Regions from separate parts of the Podarcis muralis genome. Here region 1 is linked to region 2. Evidence: chromatin contacts called from public Hi-C data. All regions are on one chromosome and are shown on one strand. Each heading gives the region's core, a stretch centred on a gene start, on an enhancer-like site or on the middle of the called end of the contact. The rest is flanking DNA. Distances are from core to core; before and after follow the strand shown. Region 1 holds the start of RB1CC1 (RB1 inducible coiled-coil 1). Region 2 holds the start of RGS20 (regulator of G protein signaling 20).

Evidence for each region. A called contact is a pair of places that touch in the nucleus more often than the background predicts.
Region 1: a contact with region 2 is called in a Hi-C map of blood, with 1.9 times the contacts expected there. The contact joins the promoter of RB1CC1 here to the promoter of RGS20 in region 2. A contact is called at or near these places in 2 of 3 Hi-C or Micro-C datasets (blood and tail).

What each region holds. Positions count from the first base shown.
Region 1 is chr8:39,231,925-39,237,187 of rPodMur119.hap1.1, forward strand. RB1CC1 (RB1 inducible coiled-coil 1) reads left to right here and starts at 3,203. Exons shown (of 23, transcript XM_077933025.1): 1 at 3,203-3,568.
Region 2 is chr8:38,971,790-38,977,309 of rPodMur119.hap1.1, forward strand. It overlaps RGS20 (regulator of G protein signaling 20), which reads right to left and starts at 2,826. Exons shown (of 6, transcript XM_028736964.2): 1 at 2,733-2,826. It overlaps ATP6V1H (ATPase H+ transporting V1 subunit H), which reads left to right and starts at 2,865. Exons shown (of 14, transcript XM_028736963.2): 1 at 2,865-2,978.

The sequences.
Region 1 (5,263 bases), core at 1,953-4,452, 260 kb after region 2:
ATAGTCTAGAACAGACAACTGACATCCCTGCTTGCTTATATCGACAAGCTCTACTAGGTGCTCTGTAGTTACATGTATACTTTACTGCTTTTGCTTGTGTAATTAAAGTCTGCAAACATATTAGTTTCTCTTGTTATAATTAAATATAGGATGGATCAATTTGAAGACAGGAACTGGGACTGTCTGGGCACAGGTAGTACCCTAATAGTCCTATTGTGGCAGAAGTTAAACAGCATTTTTTAAATTGTGCAGCAAATACAAAATAGAACTAATTATGAACAATTACATATAATTATATACCTATAATGAACAATCACAGAATAACCAGTCTTCAGCAACCATGTTCCTTTCAGAGGTTTTAGACTACAGCTCCCATCAGCCCCAGTCAAGCATGTCTACACTGACTGGGGATGATGGGAATTGTAGTTCTAAACACCTAGAGGGCACCAAGTTGCCAAATGATTATCTCTAAATCAAGACATGGAACTTACAGCACACTCCACTGCTTTAAAATTAATGATATTTTTTTTAGTAAGAAAAAGTGAAAGAACTTGTCAAAGTGGGGCAATGGGATAGAAGGACTGTTTTTTAATCAGCTTTCCCCAATCAGATGCACTCCAGGTGTTTCGGAGTACAATTCCAAACAGCTCGGGTCATCTGGGGCTGATGTGGGTTGTATTCAAAAACATATGGAGAGCACCAAGTTAGGAAAGCCTAGTCTAGACTGACCCTTAATATAATAAGAGGGTTACATCCTAACATGCCTTGCTTCTTATCCAAAAGAATTCTTGCAGCAGCTCATATACTTGCTTAAACCTATCTATTATTTGCTGTCTTGCCTTGCCCTCAAATCCCATGTTATTTAACTCAGTATTGCCAGTTTCCACAATGTGATCATAAACTACACCTTAAGCAACATTTTTAGCAGGCACAAGAGTAACACAAAGGCTGCCTTGCAAAAACACACTGAGACATGACTGGGACAGAATAGATCCCACAAGGGTAGTTTTCTAAATATGTAGCGATATGGCAGCTCTGTAGATGACAGTCTGTATAGGAGAATCACGCACATGGGGAAATGCAAGACAACTGTAACAGAGTTGGGAATCTGGATATGCACATGAACACACACACACACAAACCATTTCTGGAAATAGCAAATGCGAGATGTGTGTAGTGGGGACATAAGGCAGGACAGAGGAAGGACAAATATCTTCATTGGTCCCTTCCTGCACATAGACACCGACACACACCTGTGTTTTCATAAACACACAGCAGAATCCTCCCATTTTTAACCACAGCATAGCATGCCTCACAGTCACACACAACTTTCCTCCCTGATGTGGGCATACACTCCTCCCTTGCTTGGGCAGGATGGCATATCACTCCCTCACTATCTGCCCTGAGCACACTCAGTCCAAGAGGACAACTGGCAGGCAGGTAGTTTAATTCTTTATTGATAAGCAGGAATTTACAGTAGCTCCTGAGGTGCACTCAACATGTACACCTGTGCTTCTGGTGGCTAGGTAGCTGGCACCTTTCCCTGGGCATGGTAAAGCCATAGTCCAACTTCAGGACTTCAAAGTGCTAAATCACTTGTGATGTCAGGTTTACTGACTGGTGGGTGGTCTGTACATCAAATGTAGCCTGCAAGGCTAGATCTGAGAAGGATCTGGCCTGTGAAGTCATAAAGGTTCCCACTCCTTGTCTAAAATGTTGTCTATGGAGCACTGAAGAGTTCTGAACTGTTAAAATGAAGGAATTTTTTTAAATAAAAAACTAAATTTAAGCTTTTAAAGAATCCTATTTGGCTCTGCTTTAACAAAACAAAACCCAGAGCTCTTCAGAACTCTGCACATAGCATTCTAGACAGCCTCACATTGTAAGCCCTATTGAAGACCTATATAGCTTACTGGAGGACTCCAGTAATGACCAGAAAGAAAGGCTAGTGTGATGCCTTCAAGTTATTTTTTTTTTAATGTAGAGGCAAGAATACACATCACTTGGCCACCTCTGAATTTCTTTAAAGTTAGAAAGATGGGAAAACCCACTCTTCCTGTAAGGGATTATTATTTAGGAAAGTGAATCCTTTTTACTTTCCCACCACCCCCGGACCTATTTGTCTACTATTTGGGAGACTTAATCCACACTATAGGGATTCTTGTGCCAGCAGATTTCATCCAGTTTGACCCAAAGGGAAGTTATTGTGTTTAGATTCCCTGTTATAGCGCATGAGGAATCAGATATTGTTTTATACAGAATAGCTCATTAGCTGAATTCAGATTGGAAAAAGAACATAGAGTGGCTCAAAAACAGACCAGAATTGTGAATCTTGGGACCCAAATGTTTTCATTTTTAACCAAGAGACGGCATCCTTTTACATTCTCTTTAAATGAAAGCTGAGGGAAAATAAAATATAGATCAAATGTTACATAATAGCACCTTCAGCTCTACAAAACAACACCCACTATTCACAGTGTCCTAATTTCTAATTAGGTAACCTCATGCCTCAGGACAGCACTAATTTATTCAGCTAAATTGGTAGCCGTAGATTGTGGACCCTTTGGTCAAGGACCCTTGTTGCTTGAGGCTGCAAGCCTAACCATATATATTTAGAAGCAAGTACTGTACCATTGAATTCAATGGAGCTTACTCCCAGCTAAGTGGGGTTAGAATTGCAGTCCTGGAGTCTTACAGGAAGGTATTCATATGCTGAATGGTAGCAATGGGGAGTGTAAACATATTTTTTCCTGTCCACAAAATTTCCCCCTCTTTCTTATACCCTTGGTTTCTACATTGGCACTTACAGTCATGGGGGAAAGAAAGGGCATCTTCTTTGAATTTTGTGGTTTTGTGAAGACATAAAAACAATCTCCTTTAGCAGGACTCAAAATTAGATAAATACAACCTCAGGTGGACAACAACACATGACGTTTACGTCGAGTCACCGCCCAGCTACGCTTCTGCTCCTGGTAAAGTCCCCATTTCCTTTCCTTTCCTTCTTTTCTTTGGGGGTGGGGAGGTGAGGAGGGACAATTTCCCTCTTCAAAAACCGACCCTTCCAGCATTTGGAAGGGGAAACTATATGGACCTCCCCTTCTTAGCAGAGGAGGAAGTTTCCGTGCCACTCTATCCCGCGAGTCACCGCCTCTCTCTATGGTTCCTCCTCCTCCCCCCTCCAGGTCCTCCGGCTTGTGCCTTACCCAGCGTGCACCGCGGCGGAAGAGAGTGACGACAATAACAAACAGCGGCGGCGAGGGCTGCGCGTAAAGCGAGCGGGGGGCCCTGCGAAGGAGCGCCCGGAATCCCCGGCTGTGTGGCTTCCCTTCCCCTCGCGCCACCTCCGCGTCTCTCTCCCTCCCTGTTCCTGTCAGGGAGCCCCGCCGCCGCCGCCGCCGCCCCTCCCGCTCTTGTCCTCCGGGCGGCGGCGCCTGAGCTTGCCCTGTAGAGCCGCAGCGAAGGGGAGGAGGAGCTTCCGCGGCCGCCGGTCACCGGCGCGGGATGGTGCGCGGGGCCGCCCAGCTGTTGCTGCCGCTGGTGCCGCGGCTGCTGTTTGGCTCTCCTTCGGGTACGTCGGGAAAAGGGCGCGGTGGGGGAGCGAGGCGGCCGCGGCAGTTGCTGCTGTCGCCGGGGCGACCAAGGCCCGCCTTCCTCCTCCTCCCTTCGGCAGGGGAGGGGCGAGGACCCTCTTTTCGCGACGGGGGGTGGGCGCACCCGCTTGCGAGGGCGGAGCCGCCGCCACCCCCTCAGTCGGGGTGGGGTGGGGGGTTATCTCCGTCCGTGGGCCAAAGAACCTTGAGGTTTGGGGGCTGAGAGAGCTGGGGCTCTCCTCGTCTCCCTCCCCGCCTCTGGCCCGCGGAGCTGGGAAGGGGGACCGGCTCGTCCTGAAGTTAACTCCGAGGGGGGATGACTCAGCCCATCTGCGCTTCTCGCAGCCCCGCCCACAGCACCTTGTTGCGAAAAAGGAGGCAGCGTGCTCCGAGGGGGTGGCTGGGGTGGTTTTGTTTTCTTCTTTCCTCACCCAGGACAGCAGGCTTATTAACTAAAGCTTTCATTCGCACGGATGCTAGCGAAGGATTTCTAGTTTTTTTTTATTTTGCTCCATCTCCTCCACCCCCAACTTTCCCTCCCCCCCTTCCTCTTGCGCTGAAGGCCCTGTGTGAATGCCAAGTCACATTGGGTCTGAATGGTCTTCTAAGTTAGGTAGGCTTGGCCCAAATTGACTGTTTGTGTGGGTGGGTGTCACTGACTGGGTGATATTCACACAAACCAGGCAATTGCCTCTTGGTAGGCTTCGCTTATGTTGTAGGTTTGAGCTTGTTGACAAAATACACATAAGCATGCTGTTACAAGATGAAATGGTTTGGGATAATTAAATGGCAGTTTGGTAGATAAGTATAATAGAACATTGTATTTCATTGACACCATAATGTATTTCATTGACACTGGGTCAGGTGAAAGTAGATTGGTTTAAGTGATATGTAGGTTATGCTGAACATGTTATGAAAAGTTGGTGTGTAGTAAATCACTGTAATCCTTTTTTTTTACCGTGAATACTACAAAAAGTTTATTTTTTCTACTGTGAAGTGAAAGCTATTGGAACATCTGTCAGTGTGAGTAGCATTGCAACTGCTTTTATTTTTAACTTCAGACACTGGCTTTGCAAAATTTGCTGCTATTTCTTTGTGTCCTTAAGTTTTGAAGCTTTGAGGTGCATTGTAGGTCTTTCCCAAATGTAGAATGTGAAGAATAATAGCCTTGCCAATCAGTGTTAACAGCAAGCAGAGCAATCCAACACCCCCCTCCTCTTTATGCTGGGTGGGGGTTGCATTAGGTGGAGGTGTTCCTCTGCCCAGCTCTTAGACCTTCTGCTGAGTGGGTGGCAAGCTGTCTGCTGTTGCTCAGGGGTGTCAGGCCCAGTTATTGTGTCCCCACTTTCCACTGTGTCCACTGAGAGTGGCAGGGCTTCCATTGTGGCAGTGGCTCCACTGCTCTGCAAAACCCCATTGGCAGGAGATGGGAGTTTGGATTGCACTCTTTAAATTTAGTTTTATGAACCTGTGAAGCATAGTGTGGTGTTCACATGAGTGCCAATGATTGGTGTTTCTTTTTGTAAAACTGTTTAGTTGACAAAATATTTATTGGCAGTGTGGACTTAATTTTTTTTTTATTTAGAGAGTAATCATCTTTCCTCCTGTATATAGTATTAGATATTTATTTAAGTTTAAACCTACAGTAGGACTGGGCAATACCTGGTTTTGAG
Region 2 (5,520 bases), core at 1,576-4,075:
ATACCCAGCTCTACCTCTCTTTTAAATCAGAACCAGTGAAGGCTGTGAAGGTCCTGTGTGAGTGCCTGGAGGCAGTTGGAGGATAGCGGCTAACAGATTGAGGTTGAATCCTGACAAGGCTGTTTTCGGGGAGCAGGTGTGGGTGACTCCCTGGTCCTGAATGGGGCAACTGTGCCCCTGAAGGAGCAGGTGTGCAGCCTGGGACTCATATTGGACTCACAGCTGTCCATGGAGGCGCAGGTCAATTCTGTGTCCAGGGCAGCTGTCTACCAGCTCCATCTGGTACGCAGGCTGAGACCCTACCTGCCCACAGACTGTCTTGCCAGAGTGGTGCATGCTCTGGTTATCTCCCGCTTGGACTACTGCAATGCGCTCTACGTGTGGCTACCTTTGAAGATGACTCGGAAACTGCAATTAATCCAGAATGCGGCAGCTAGACTGGTGACTGGGAGTGGCCGCCGGGACCATATAACACCCATCCTGAGAGATCTGCATTGGCTCCCAGTACATTTCCAAGCACAATTCAAAGTGTTGGTGCTGACCTTTAAAGCCCTAAATGGCCTTGGTCCTGTATACCTGAAGGAGCGTCTCCACACCCATCATTCAGCCTGGACACTGAGATCCAGTGCCAAGGGCCTTCTGGTGGTTCCCTCACTGTGAGAAGTGAGGTTACAGGGAACCAGGCAGAAGGCCTTCTCGGTAGTGGCACCTGCACTGTGGAATGCCCTCCCACCAGATGTAAAGGAAATAAGCAACTACAGTGGTACCTCGGGTTACATCTGCTTCAGGTTACATGTGTGTCAGGTTACAGACTCCGCTAACCCAGAAATATTACCTTGGGTTAAGAACTTTGCTTGAGGATGAGAACAGAAATCATGCAGCGGTGGTGCAGCAGCAGGAGGCCCCATTAGCTAAAGTGGTGCTTCAGGTTAGAAACAGTTTCAGGTTAAGAATGGACCTCCAGAACAAATTAAGTTCTTAATCCGAAGTACCACTGTATCCTACTTTTAAAAGACATTGGAAGGAAGCCCTGTTTAGGGAAGTTTTTAATGTTTAATGCTGTATTGTGTTTTTAATATTTGATTGGGAGCTGCCCAGAGTGGCTGGGGAAACCCAGCCAGAAGGGCGGGGTATAAATAATTATTATTATTACTATTATTATTATTCCTACTCACATTGAAATACTGCCCCTCAATGAGGCCAAACTTAGATTCACAAAATGTTTAGGGGTATGCGCACCCCTGCATCCCCCCAGAAAAAAGCACTGACTACAGGAGTTTGCAGATGTAATCTCAGAGCCACTGTCTATAACTTTTGAGAATTCTTTGAGAACAGGTGAGGTCCCTGCAGATTGGAGACAGGTAAAATAAAACCCAAGTAACTACCAACCAGTTAGCTTGATGTCAATACAGTGGTACCTCGGATTAAGAACTTAATTCATTCTGGAGGTCCGTTCTTAACCTGAAACTGTTCTTAACTTGAAGCACCACTTTAGCTAATGGGGCCTCCTGCTGCCACCACGTGATTTCTGTTCTCATCCTGAAGCAAAGTTCTTAACCCGAGGTACTATTTCTGGGTTAGCGGAGTCTGTAACCTGAAGCGTATGTAACCTGAAGTGTATGTAACCTGAAGCGTCTGTAACCCGAGGTACCATTGTACCAGGAAAGGTCCTAGAACAGATCTGTATATGAGCACTCAGAAAAGAATGCTGTGATTACTACAACCCAGCATGGGTTTCTCAAAAACAAGTCATGCCAGACGAATCTCATTTCTTTTTTGATAGAATTACAAGCTTGGTGAATCAGGGGAATGCTGGGGATGTAGTGTATCTTGATTTTAGTAAGGCTTTTTGACAAAGTCCCCCGTGATCTTCTTGCAGAGAAGCTGGTAAAATGTAGTCTGAACAATGTAACTGTTGGGTGGATTTTTAGCTGGTTGAATGACCAAAACCCAAAGAGTACTCCACTGATGGGGAAAAAAGTGACAAGTGAGACGCTTGCTATTGTTCAACGACTTTATAAATGACTTGGAAGAAGGAATTGAGGGGTGCTCATCAAATTTGCAGATGATACCAAAATGGGAGGAGGAGCTCCCATTTCTGTCTGCCGCAGAAGACAGAATTGGGATTCAAGATGACCTTAACAGATTGGAGAACAAGACCCAAACTAACAAAATGAATTTCACTAGGGAAAAATGTCAGGTTTTAAGCAGCTGCACAAATATTAAGATGGGGGACCCCTGGCTTGTCAGTAGTACACGTGAAAAGGATCTAGGGGCCTTAATAGACCACAAGATGAACGCGAGTCAACAGTGTGATGCAGCAACAGCAAAATAAGCTAATGTTCTTTTAGGCTGCATCAACAGAAGTAACAGTAAGAGATCAAGGGAAGTAACAGTACCACTCTTCTACCTTGGTCAGACCACACCTGAAATGTTGTGTCCAGTTCTGGGCACCACAATTTAAGAAGGATATGGACAAGCTGGAACTTGTGCAGATGATCAAAGTTCTATGTTTGTGTACGTGCGCGCGCTGCGGGGAGGGCGAGTGCATTGGAGGTCATTGCGTTACTAAACTTGCCACGGACCAGGCTATATAATTGTTTTATCACAGCTGCCTGCAAATGCTCTCTTAAAACTCTCCCATTAACCCTCCAATAACGTTAGAAAATAAAAAGAAAAGCGTCCTGTGACGCTGGAAATAAAAGTTGCGTCTACACAGCGTTCCAACATACCGGCCCAGCACGCTCGCCCTCGCCGCGTCCCCCGCCTCCTCTTTTGGCCAACATTTCCCGCTTCGCGAACGGAGCCTTCCGGGGACCCGTAGCGTCGTCCTATCTCGGCCGCTGTTGTTGTCAGCTGAGCGCAGTCACATGACCGTGAGCCTCGGCTGTCCCTCTTCTGCTTAGCTGCTGAGTCCGGGTCACCCGTTGCCGCTGCGGATTCCGGGGACTTCATCGCCGGCCTACGAAGCGAAGGAGGTAAGTGAGGCCTGCAGCCCCGGGAGCGGGACAGGGGCTGGAGCGGAAGGCCTTGGGGTGGGGCTGGTGGGCACCGGGAAGGGACAGGCGCTGCGCCCGCTTGCCTTCGGGCGAGCATCGCTGGCAAGGAAGCTGCGCGCTGCCCAGGGGACTCAGCTGGAACTCAGGGAAGGCCGCCTCGTTCTCGCCTCCCGGGCTACCCACGTACCCGCTGCCCGCAAAAGACTCTCAGCTAGGAAAGCTCTTGCGGATTCCCAGCATCTGTTTAAGCGACGAGTGATTATGCCGCAGGGAAGGTCACAAGCAGAGCAGGGTGGTTCTCTATTATCTCCAGGCTCTGGTACTTGGGAGGCATTACTGAGGTTCTGGCTTTTGAACCCCCTTGCTGTTGTGGCTAATCCCAGCCTTTGCTAGTCTTGGAATCCATGAATTTGATTGCTCTGCTGCACTCTCAGCTATTGGGCTAGATGTTCTTTAAGTGGTGCAGAAAAATAAGTGCCAAGATGGAGATGCTGCTGTGCATATTTAAAACAGTGTTTCCCAACCGGTGTTCCGCGGCACACTAGTGTGCCGCCGGACGTTGCCTAGTGTGCCGTGGGAGTAGTGGCGTAGCGTGGGGGGTGCCAGGGGTGCCAGTCGCACCGGGCGCAACATCTGCGGGGGGCGCGAGTCCAGAGGGAAGGGACAAGTTCCTTCCTCCGCCGGGCTCCCCGCCGCCACCGCCAGCCTTGCGCCCTAGCGTGCGCGCCGCTGCGGCTGCGCTCCACTCACTGCTCGCAGGAGGAGCAGCCGCTGCAGCAGCGCTGACACCGCCACCGACGCCTGGCCGGGCACGGGCAGCCTCCGCACCCCGACGCCGACGCCATCCCCTTCCCCCTTTTTTTCCAGAGCTGGGGGAGGGGGAGGTTTTAAAAGGGGGTCTTGCATTGGCGATCCTGCAGCACTTTGGGCCGCACGACGCGAGCGCGCAGCACGGATCAGCCACGACCCCACCCCGTGCATTTCCCGGGGAAAAGTGCTCCACGTGGGAGGCGCGTTTCCCCTTCATTCCCTCTCGTGCAAATCCTCCTTGGGTTCCCTCCCCCGTCTTTCCTCTCCCTACCTCACAAAAGCCTCACCTCGTCGCCTCCTCGCTGCCTCTCGCCTCCGCAGGAGCGTTTCCCTCCGCGGAAGAAGGAGCAGGGCGCTTTTGCAACTTTGCCTTCCCCGCCCCACCACGGAGCACATTTTCCTCGCCCCCCCAACCCCCGCATGTAGAATAGAAGCCCTCCAGCCTCCACGGTGCACAAACTCTCCCCTCTGCAACGAAGCGCTTTGTTGCATATCTTTGGTGAGGTTTTTAGGCAGTCTTGGTGCACCTTAAATCAGCGCTAATTGCGCCTGGACGCAGTATTTACTTCTGAGTAGGCCCCCTTCTCCCCCCCCCCCTAGCACCTGACGTTGCTATTCGTATCATCAGGTTTGTTTGTTGATAATTTAATTGTTTTAAAAGCATCATGCTAAAGAGCTCTCTCCCACCCCCAGACCCTTGGGCAAAACAGAAACACACACATACACAAACACAGAGATTGAGCCCTGCAGGTTTTATGAAATGAACGGATTCTGAATGCCTGTTTCAGTGGCTTGTCCGCCTTAGGCTGCTGGGCCAGACACCTGTTACACGGTGCAGTCCGTAAGCTGTGAGCGCTGCTACCTGCCGCCGAGACCACGTAACGACAGTCTTGAAAGACCTACATTGGCTCCCAGTACCTTTCCGAGCACAATTCAAAGTGTTGGTGCTGACCTTTAAAGCCCTAAGCGGTTTCGGTCCAGTATACCTGAAGTAGCGTCTCCGCCACCATCGTTCAGCCCAGACACTGAGATCCAGTGCCAAGGGCCTTCTGGCAATTCCCTCACTGTGAAAAGTGAGGTTACAGGGAACCAGGCAGAGGGCCTTCTCGGTAGTGGCGCCCGCCCTGTGGAATGCCCTCCCATCAGACATCAAAGAGATAACCATTACCTTCTATGCTGTTACTATTTTTTTATTTTTTTTTTACATAAGTAAAAAGTGACTTTTCCCCATCTGGCATGGTGGTGTGCCTCGAGATTTTTTTCATGAAACAAGTGTGCCTTTGCCCAAAAAAGGTTGGGAAACACTGAAAAAAAGCAAAACAGCACAGGGCCACTCTGATCTCGGGATGGGAATTGTCTAGTTATTTCAGTCTTTCTATAAGAGTTGTTTTTCTGAATCTTGCTGTCCCTGAGCTTACTGAACCATTAGGTTTTCTCTCACCACTTCGTTAAATGTTTGTGCTCCTTGTAATCATACCAGTATCTTGCTTGGTACTGCTAATGACTTTTGGAGTACATATAGGAGAACTTGGGTTGTATGCTAGATTGAAAAATGGTTGTTCAACTGCCTTCATCTGAGGCAAGACTTGATCTTGTTGACACTAACATAGAGGGCAGAAGGAAATGTTTCATCCAATAACAGTCATTGCATGTTTCCAGTGGAAAGGAGGAAACAGTTTATATGGTTTTTGTGTGTAGGCAAATGGTCCTG